Linked DNA regions of Mus musculus: region 2 is linked to region 1. A link is a contact called in public HiChIP or PLAC-seq data. All regions are on one chromosome and are shown on one strand. Each heading gives the region's core, a stretch centred on a gene start, on an enhancer-like site or on the middle of the called end of the contact. The rest is flanking DNA. Distances are from core to core; before and after follow the strand shown.

The links. HiChIP or PLAC-seq counts read pairs in DNA pulled down with a chosen protein or histone mark.
Region 2: a contact with region 1 is called in an H3K4me3 HiChIP or PLAC-seq map of forebrain, with 4 times the contacts expected there. The contact joins two enhancer-like sites. A contact is called at or near these places in 5 of 484 Hi-C or Micro-C datasets (the N1E-115 cell line, cerebral cortex, embryonic stem cells and 1 more), 8 of 115 datasets of contacts at active chromatin or transcription factors (craniofacial prominence, embryonic basal ganglia, embryonic forebrain and 5 more) and 1 of 9 other capture datasets (embryonic stem cells).

Annotation. Positions count from the first base shown.
Region 1 is chr11:117,405,288-117,410,527 of GRCm38.p6, forward strand. It overlaps Gm34128 (a long non-coding RNA gene), which reads right to left. Exons shown (of 3, transcript XR_880326.2): 2 at 3,205-3,315; 3 at 2,551-2,756. Among named protein-coding and RNA genes, the nearest start is that of Gm34128, 3.4 kb to the right of the region's middle. Within about 2 kb of position 2,469, at least 106 of the 459 cell types and tissues checked have an H3K27ac peak or open chromatin away from gene starts, as enhancers often do. A contact at or near this core is called in the N1E-115 cell line, cerebral cortex, forebrain and 1 more, where this site is marked.
Region 2 is chr11:117,533,158-117,538,098 of GRCm38.p6, forward strand. It overlaps Gm11734 (predicted gene 11734), which reads left to right. Exons shown (of 7, transcript NR_167774.1): 7 at 728-962. Among named protein-coding and RNA genes, the nearest start is that of Gm11734, 12 kb to the left of the region's middle. Within about 2 kb of position 2,519, at least 106 of the 459 cell types and tissues checked have an H3K27ac peak or open chromatin away from gene starts, as enhancers often do. A contact at or near this core is called in the N1E-115 cell line, cerebral cortex, forebrain and 1 more, where this site is marked.

The DNA of each region.
Region 1 (5,240 bases), core at 1,219-3,718:
GCTGGAAATTTCCAAAGTCCATGAAGGGTGTACCCCAAAAAGGACTGTGGGTCGTAGGACCATCTGCCTCCTGTGCTTCCAGCCATGAGACTGAAGAGGTCAGCTCAGGAACTTTAGAAAATTCCACCGGACCCCTCCCCTCCTGGAAGAGAAAAGTCGCAAAGAATATAGGCACACACACAAACACACACACACACACACACACACACACACACACACACACGGAAGGGAGGAGCTGATTATATTCCTCATTGTGCCTAATGGCTGCTGCCTGGAGAACTGTATAAAGGCTCGAAGGGCTGCGCATGGTAGTTTTCTCTCCATGTGCAGAGTGACCCCAACATGTTGGAACAATAAATTCCTCTTGCTTTTTGCATTGATTCCTGGCTCTGCATCATTCACTCAGGGAGTCCCCAGTAAGCTAAGGCTCGCCAGAGTTTTACAAGACAAGCGGTTTGTTCTGCCACAGGCTCCCACAATTCTCCCTGGCATCCCCAACAGAGGCCTAAAAGCCATGTGCCTACCTCATCAGGAAATAGAAAGCTCTGTGAACCAGTAACCCTCACAAAGCTCAAGTCCACAGAGATGACACCCTGGGGACCAAGCCATGCACGTGCACACACACACACACACACACACACACACACACACACACACACGCCTCTGCAGGACACAGAGCCCAAACTCTAGCTGTTTCCTTTTATGGACATGAAGGAGGTTTAGAGGGCTGGGATGGTAGTTTTGTGGTAGAAGGCTTGCCTTGTGTAGCAAAGGCCCTCAGTTCTGTCCCTAGCACCAAGAAAAGAAAGATCTAGAACAAGATAGAGATTTTGGTTGCCCAACATTGTGAGTGAGCTAAATGGCATTGAATTGCTATTTTCAATTGTGTTTGTTTATTTTTGGTTGTATTGTTTGTTGGTTTGTTTGTTTGTTTGTTAAGGACTTGCTTCGTACTCTTGGCTAACCTGGAACCCTTGGAAACCTGCCTGCCTCTGCCTCCCGGTGCCTAGCTAAAATGGTCGTTTTTAATGCCATGCTATTTTTGCCTCTATATAGACATATGTGCATATCTGAAACTCCATAGGACCTGGGGAAGGGCTCCGAGAGGGAGAACTGGGGTGAAGGATAAAGAGGGGTAGCTTTCTCTTCTTGCTTTCTGTAGCTCAGCAGTAGAGGTCGGAGAACACTCGCCCACACACACACTCCCAGTCACCTTGGGTATGTCTGGACAGCCCAAAAACCAGGCCTCCATGTCTTCCCCTCTGACACCCATTGTCACTCAACTGACCAGGTCCTGTCACCCAGAGGCAATGCTGTATACATAAAGTACTGCTGACCTGGCAGCCAGATCACAGGACACTCCAGGAGGCCTTGTGCAGGGGAGGCTCATGGGCCTCATCCCTGCCTGGCCTCCCCTCTGTGACCCAACTGGCTTTGCCTGGCTCGTCCCTTATATAGCTCCTTAGTTGGCATTGCCTGTGGCCTAGCAAGGCTGCCTGGGTGCTAGGGTCCTGCTTGGGTCTTCCAGGGCTGTTCCCCCACTAACTCTCCTAACCCCAACTCTCCCAGAGCTCCTTGGCTGCCTTCATTCCACTGTGGCCTGGTCCTGAGGACTTGGCTACTGCATCCTGTCCCTGTCTGGACTCTATGGTACCCAGGCCCAGAGGTAGTGCCAACCAAACCTGCCTCCCTGATTTACCTGGGGTCCAGCAGTCCCAGCCTACACTTACTCCAGTTGTCTAACTTGGCTAGGGAGTGGCTTGGCAGGGACCCTTTACTTGGGTGGTAAAGGAACACTAGGGGATTCCCAGGGCAGGGTGAGATGAGCTGATCTCTCCGTGTATGTATTCTGTGCGGCAAGCGGGTGGGAGGGGGTAAGGGTGGGGGATGGGTGGAGGTGGCCGGTTAGTTCAGCAGGCTCCTGCAAGGACTAAAATTGCCCTTGACCCTCCCTTCTGTCCTCGTCCATTAGCCCCCAGAGCCCTGCAGCCTGCACTCTTTCCTCTTGTGGAGCAGATCCTTCCTCCATCGTGCAAGACCTCTGCTTTGATTATTCAGGGGTAAACCAAACCTCTGGCCTGGCCTGGACCCAGGAAGAGAAGCCGTTTTATGAAGAAGGTTTCAAGCCCAAAAAACAAACTGTCCCTAATTCAGAGAAATCTCCCTGGACATAGTGGTTCTCAAGGGCCCTTGCATTAGCCCTTCTAGAAAGCAGAGAGTCCCCACGATTAACACCCTCCCCTAGCACCCCCCCAGGATCCTGGCTGGGTGTGTGGAGCCTGCTCCAACCCCCACCATAGCCATGGGACACCCCCCCCTACCCCCCCCTCCGGCGCGCGCGTGCGAGCAGTAATCCTCCTGAAGAGAGGATAATTAATTCAAACAGACCCTCATCCATCCCAGGCTGGGCCCTTTGACAAGGCAGAGGCGGGAGGCACAGGCAGAGCGCTGCTCAGAAGTCTGGCAGGCTAATCCAGGGCTCAGGGCGAGCTTGTTCCGGCCCTAATGAGACTCCCGGGCATCAGCCAGGCCTGCTTTGTCTCTGGCGGATGGGGAAGAGGGCGAGACCAACTTTATTTCCGAATCTGGATTGACTCACAGAAGTAGCATCGCGCTTGAAGGGCACCCCATCTATCTGTGGCCCTCGCTGCATGAAATTGTATTGGCTCGCCACTTGCTATCTGGCTGGGCGCAGCTGGGCCGTAAGTCATCGGCGATAACGTTCTTTATTATGCCGCCGTGTTTATGAACTGTGCCTGCAAGGGAGATGATAGAAATATGCAGCCGTATGCAAAGGCGGACGGGAGGGGGAGGGGGAGCATATGCTAGTTGCTAGGGCAACCATGGGGCTATTTTGGGCATCGGATTTTTTTTTTTTTTTTTCCTCTCCTGGTGATAAAAACCATTTTCTTGGGCTGGCTGGCCTCTCCCCTCCCCCTTCCTGAATTGAATATTTAGGAAAGGAGTGGCTTAATTTCTTAATTAAACATTATGCTATCCCCCCTCCCTTGCCTCCTTTCAAAATGGACGGCAAAATAGAAGGGTGTTGATACGTGCTCTTGAGTAGAAGGGGAGGCAGCGTCCTGATGGAGAGGTGTGAATAATTCACTAATCTTTGCTGATCCCCGCCGCCTCCCTCTCCACACACCCCCCCCCCTTTTCCCGCCACCGACTTAACTGTGATAAACTCCCCCACTTCTAGACCTTAGCTTATTCGCAGACGCTCCAGGTGTTTGTAAGCAAGAGGAATGCGGATGAACTCCGGAAGGGGGGAGGCGCCAGGAAGGGTACCATCATCCGTGGGCACCAGCATCCCTGAGAAACAAAAGCCAGGGCGATGAAGGGTACCCACCCTTCTCCTTCTCCTCCACCCTTGACTCAGATTGCCCTGTGGGGGTGGGGGAGGGGAAACCTGAACTGATTAACCTGGTCAACTCCTTGCCCAGCTCCAGCTGCCGGTGAGGCTGATGGCTTTCTGGCTCTGGGTCTATGTCATCTCCCATAGTAAGAAGGGTACCCAACTGGCAGTTGCATGGGGACTTGGTGGCAGTGCAAAATCAGGTGCCTGCTACACAGTGTGGGTCAGAAGCTGGAGCTGGGTTTGGACCGTTTCAGTGAAGTGCCTGAGGAAGGATGATGGCGCTGCGCACATAGGGATCCCACTGCCCGGACCCTCAGCATCCTGTTACTCTATGCTGTTAGATCTCTGTCTTAGAGATGTGGGTGCGCGGGAAGTTAACACAGCTGGGGGTGCAGCCTTCAAACGCTCCTCCCAGCCTCTACCCATCCTTTGCCTGCTACCCACCTGCCTACCCCTGGCATGTTCTGGGTGGGGAAGCAAAGGAAACGGGATATTGTGGTGCTCGGTACCATGATGAGGCTGGGGATAGGTGTGCCCATGAGTCCTTTTCCTTTTTGGTGTTCAGTTTTCCTATTCTGTTTACCCTGCCCAGACATTCCATCTGGGACAGGTAAGATGCTGGGGACAACCAGGCAACCCCTCCCCTGCCCCCTTGTCTACTCTGATGTCAGATCTAACACTTTCACCTGGGTCTGGAAGCATCTTACAGGGCCCAGTGGGTTCTGGAAGATTCCCTGGGTGTTGTAGTGGGTGGAACGGAATCTACCTGCCTATGGTACGCGCTTGCTGTGTGGTGGGAACGGACCTGTGCCATCAAAGCACCGTCTCTGCCTTTAAAAGATTTATGTCTTACGCGTGGGTGTTTCGCTTGCCTGTTTGTGTGCATGTGCACCACACACGTGCCTGGCTCCAGGGAGGTCAAAAGAGGACACCAGGCTGCTTGGAACTGAAGTTACAAAGCTTTGTCAGCCACCTGAGATGGGTGCTGGGGCCCGAACCAGCTCCTCAGGAAGAGCAGTCAGTGCTCTTAACCACAGAGTCATCTCTCCAGCCCCTACGCTTTGTTTATAAAACAAACATTTGATTGCACATTATCCAAGGAATATCTATGTGTATAGAGGGGGGAAAAACCCCAGAAACTATAGAAAAGCCTAGAAGAGCAAACTCATTATCTCTGCTTTTCTTTCCCTGCCTGGAAAGGAAAGATGCTCTCTTTTCTGCCTTTTTATTCTTGTTTATTTTTACAAACTTGAAATCACATTGTATCTTGCTCCCCCCTCCCCGCTCCCCCCACCCACCCCGCTCACACTGGAATTCTATTCCTTAAATACCTCCCAACGTATATGTCTATTTCCCTTTAGTGGCTGCATCCCAGTGAGACATTTTGCGTGTGAATAAATTATTTTCCATGTCTTTCTCAGGCTGTGCAAGTGGCAGCTTGTGATTTCGGCACAAACGGAAGCCCTGCACTTGGAGCCTGCCAGGCAGGGGTGAGCTCCTTTGTCCGTGAGCTCCTTTGTCTTTGGAGCCTGCCTGGCACTGGAGCCAAGGCTGGGATGAGGAGAAGTCGGTCAGTCAGCCAGCAGAGACTGAAGTTAGCTTCTGCCGTGGCATTCAGGGATAACAGACCAAATGCTCCTCCTGCCCCAGGACAGCTGGCAGCATTTGGCATCGTGGGCTGTGTGTGTGTGGGGGGGGGAGTGGGGAGCAAGAGTAAAGCTTCCTGGGAATTAATTGAGCTGGAGCTGTCAGAGGAGCCAGTGGGCTGGGCTGGGCTTGGGTTCTGACCACCCAGAGCCAATCTAGGCTGCTCTGAGAGCTGCCTTTTGCTTAGGGGGACCTGCAGGCAATGTCCTTCCTGGTGCCATGGAGAGAAACA
Region 2 (4,941 bases), core at 1,269-3,768, 130 kb after region 1:
GCATCCCCATTTCTCTTTATCACAGCATCCCTAGATCCCAGTATCCCTGTGTCCAAGTACCCCTGTGTCCCCAGCACCCTTGTGTCCTGGTATCCCAGCATCTCTGTATCCCTGCACCCGGGCATTCCTGTATGGTCATATTCCTGAATCCTGGCAGACCAGCATCCTAGGATCCCAGCCCGTCTCCCCAGTAATTCAGGGGAAGAGCTGCCTTCTCGGTGTCCTTGGCCAGAGGCTCCTTATTCTAAGGTTTCTTTGTGTCCCTGGCACTGATAAATAATATGTCCCTGATGCCTATGCTGAGCCTGCATAATTTAGCATTGACCAATGGCATCTGTGACACAGAGACCAGCCAGTCCTTCTCCTGGACGTCCTGTAGATGTTTTTCAGGGGAGTTGACTGGCACTAGGCTGACCTGCTCCTGCCTCAACATTTACCTGCTTCTCGGAGCTTAATTGAAGAAATGTCAAGCTATTGAGTTCAGAATCTGAGCACCCACCAGGGCACTGCCCGATGTCACCCAGCCTACAGCTGCCCAACCCTAGAAAGCACACCACCCAGAACTCCTGAGACCTCGAGATGGGGTGGGGGTGGGGGTGTCGGTCGAACCTCATCTCCCTGTATACACCAATTTCAAAAGCTGGATGCATAAGCACACCAGAAAATCACCTTACTGGGGCTGGTGAGATGGCTCAGTGGGTAAGAGCACCCGACTGTTCTTCCGAAGGTCCGGAGTTCAAATCCCAGCAACCACATGGTGGCTCACAACCATCTGTAATGAGATCTGACTCCCTCTTCTGGAGTGTCTGAAGACAGCTACAGTGTTCTTACATGTAATAATAAATAAATCTTTAAAAAAAAAAAAAAGAAAATTACCTTACTGGCAACCCTCGTACTAGCTACCTGACACCCATAGGCACAAATGAATAAAATAAAATATGCTTCAGATATATTGAGTAAAATTTAAAGTGGGATTACACTTAACCCCATCTCTTCTTTTATTCCATTTGAGGCTGGGAGATGGGCAGCTGACCGTGCACTTCCTGCTCTGTGGACCAGGCTGCACCTCATGCAGATGCCTGCCCTGTGTGTGGGGGAGCTGCATGGAGCACAGAAAAAGCCCACTGGTGCCCTAGCAGACAGAGTGCCCCCAACCTCGTGGGGATAAGGACACGGTTCACAGAAGCTCTGGCATGCTAGCAACCTTTGGTGACTGTTTGTGTTCTCCAGGCCTGACTCTCAGACAAGGACAGGCTGTGACATGCGCACACACCTCCTCCATTGTATTTCTTGACACTTAGCCATGTTCTTAGAGACAGTCTGACCAACTGACAGGCAGACAGACGGACAGACAAGCAGCAAGGGCACCTCCACATCACCTTTTTCAAGATTATTAGTGGCCTTAGCAGGGAGTTGGCAGTGGGCACTCCCCACAACAGATAGGCAGCAGTACCCACTGAGCCTGGTGAGCCTGGGGGTGCTCCCCTCCTCTCCCCTCCTCTCCCCTCCTCTCCCCTCCTCTCCCCTCCTCTCCCCTCCCTCTCCAGCATTTGGATACACAGATTTGTCCCAGGCTACATCTTAGAATTGCCACCAAGGACGGTCTACTCTGGATCCCAGGAGTTTCTTGGTACATACTGGGTGACCTCTGAGCCATGTGCAACAATAACCAAATGTCCCTTCCTGTCTACAAACAGAGTGGAAGCATTGGTTCCACTCTGGCCACATAATGGATTTCTCCAACCCAGCCAGCCTGGATCTATCTCACAAACACTTGAAAGTGAGAGGGACTCCAGGCTGAGATGGATGCAGAGGGTTGAGGATCACTGCTTCCGGTCGGTCGGTCGCTGCCACTCCCAGGCACTGAATGTCTCTGTCTGTTCCTGCTTGGCAGGCTCTGTGCTGGGTGCTTTGACACATGGGCACACTGCCCACTGCAGATACCTCCGTGAGGGATACGAGGCAGCCCGGGCTGTCTTCAGGCATTGTGCCCAGTGTGGAGGCTTAGGAAGGCGTTTTCAGATGGAGGCAGGAACTGGGCCGACACCCTGTGCTTGGAAGAGGTGGGAAGTGGGTGCCACTGTGTTAAAGGGTTTTAAAGCTAAGCACATGGAACAGGGGAGGACATGCCAGACCTGTGTGGCTCCGAGGTGGGTGGAGGGTGGGAGGGCTCACTGTGGCTGGTGCTTGGTAAAGTTCGAGACAGGCTGGAGAGATGGGGTTAAGGAAGGCAGGAGGCACCCTGGCCACCACACTCTGCTTGTTCTCCATAAGCAGTGGGAGCTACAGGACTCTGAATAGGGAATGAGCCACACTTAACTTCTCTACAAATTGATCTGGCAGACAGAGAGACAGGGTGTAAAATGGCTAACACCAAAGGGACAGTTGGCAGCCTGAACTAGGAGGACACTGAAAGAGTGTGTGAGATGTGCTCATTGACACATCAGACATGGGGATCTGGGAAGAGCCAGCACTCTGTCCTCCACGTGGTAGCTTCAATAGCCACAGCTGGGTCTCTGTGGATCCTGGAGACAGAGCTTCTGTCAATGAGATTAACACATCTCTGGACCAGGGCAGCCCTTCAGTATCCAAGTTCCCACTGACCTCTAGCTGGCTGTCAGGACAGCCCAGGGCAGCAAAGGGAAGCCACTGCTGACTGAGACGGCAGGTCAACCCCAGCTAACTGGCTAAATAAAGCCAGAGTGGTAATAATGATTAAATTGAAGCACCTCATTAATTTCACGGGAGAGGTGGGCAAACACAAGGTGACACGTTCCCCCCAAGACTCATTGTTTGCCTGGCCCCAAGACGTCCCCACGTGATGTCTGGTTAAGTCTAATTTAAGTACGTATATTTAATGGCTCAGTAAGTAAAATTGTGGTTATTGTTTGGAGTGGTTTGTACAATAATTTATGGGCTTGGCTGGCTCATTGATGGGTGTCTATGATGAAGTGGGTGGCAGCTGTGAAGAGGGCTTCTGAGCAGCTTGGGGAAGGAGGGAAGACTGATTCAACCCCAGTGTGCAGACCAGCGAGAGAAGACTGCCCCCAACCTGGAGACACCAGGGCCTCGTGTGTGGCCTTGGACATCCCAGAAGACCCAGAGGGTCTTAGCTCTCAATAACCACAACCTGTCCTGAGTGAGCCAGGGGAGCCAGAGTGCTGGCCTACTATGTGTGAGACCCTGGGCTCAATCCCCAGCATCCTGGTAGCTCATCCCTATAATCCCAGAACCCAGGAGGGGCAAATAGAAGGATCAGAAGTTCTAAGTCCTCTTTGGTTACAGAGTAAATTTTAGGTTAGAGACCCTGCATCATAAAGAAGGAAGTGGGGAGGAAGAGGGCCAGGGGAAGGAAGGGGGAAGGAAGGGGGAGGGGAGGGGAAGAGGAGGGGGCAAGGAGAGGGAAAGAAGGAGGGAGAGGGGACAAAGAGAGGGGAGAGGAAGGGGAGGGACCAGGGAGAGGGAAAGGGGGAAGGAGCGGAGAGGGGAGGGGGAGGGGACAGGGAGGGAGGAAGGGGAAGAGGGGAGGAGGAGGAGGAGGAGCCTCTGGGATGGAGCATCATAAGCAGGCACAATTCCAGGTACTTTCCATGCACTTGTGCCTGTAGCCAGCATGATTCATCCCCACCAGCTCTGACCAGCTCTGCACTCTGCCTTGCCCTTCCAGCAGTTTCCTAGTCTCCAGCACAATCCCTGCCCTGAACACTTTTCCTGAGAGAGTCTGAGAGAGCACGGCCAACCAGTTCTGATCCAGGACCCTGGATCAGAGGTGGGCCCTGGGGTCTGTGGAGGAGGATGACGGATATCTAGTTCATCCACCTCACAAGGATGAGGCTGAAAGTGGGGTAGAAAGAGAAGCATTGTTGGCTGCCCTTGGGCTAATGCTGTCTTGGCCAATAGTGATCTGAGTCCTGGGGCTTCCTGCAGACCAAAAGAGGTGGAGTCTGATGCTGATGGGGTGGAGTCTGATGCTGATGGGGTGGAGTCTGATGCTGATGGGGTGGAGTCTGATGCTGATGGGGTGGAGTCTGATGCTGATGGGGTGATCCCTTCCAGCCTCCATGTCTAGAAGGAGCTGCTAAGGACCCCACTGAGCCCCTCCTCGGTCTGAGTCTGGCTCAGTAATACACCATTTCCATCCCTACCCTTCTCCCCACCCCTCCCCTTCCAGTGATTGTCCCTAAGAGGGTAGCTCTAAATAAGCGTGGCTACCTCTCCATTATCCACGGTGGAAGAAGCACTTTGTAGATAATCTAAAGCTATTTCCCGCTTCCAGACCAGCATTGCTGTGCCCACAAAATCCTCCCTGCTCCCCCATCCAAACGGGGACACCCGAAGGAGATGCCGGCTTGTCTGCAACTTGGCCTCAGAAAAAAATGCATTTTGCATAGCTAAGCTCAATCAGGATTCTCTGCAAAGGCCTGTGGCTGACAGTAGATGGGGCTTGGAGCGCCAATGCATCCCCTATGCCCAAAGACTGCCTAAATCACCGTTTCAATGTTGTCTCCTGTGTCTCTGTCAAGCAATCCTGCCCCTGAGAGCTCCCCCAGAGCTCTTCATTCAAAGGATAGAGGGGATATACACACACACACACACACACACACACACAGGTCCTTCTGCTAGCCACCCCTTTTTCCTGTCTCTGTCCAGTGCCGCATGACTGGCAGCATCCTCTTGGCAGCACCCTGGATCAAAACCTAGGCAAAAGTCTCGATGCCCGTGGTGGTGCATATCTATAATCCTAGAGGTAAGGTAGGAGAATCGGAAGTTCAAGGCCATCCTCAGCTACGTGATGAGGCTAGCCTGGGCTGAAGGAGACCTTGTTTCCAAACAGAAATACAACTAATAAAAGGTAAAGGGTTAAAGATCAACTTTGAAAGGGCCACTCTTGCCACAGCCTTCTGAGCCAGAACCGAGGCTGACAAGGACTGGTATGGGCGA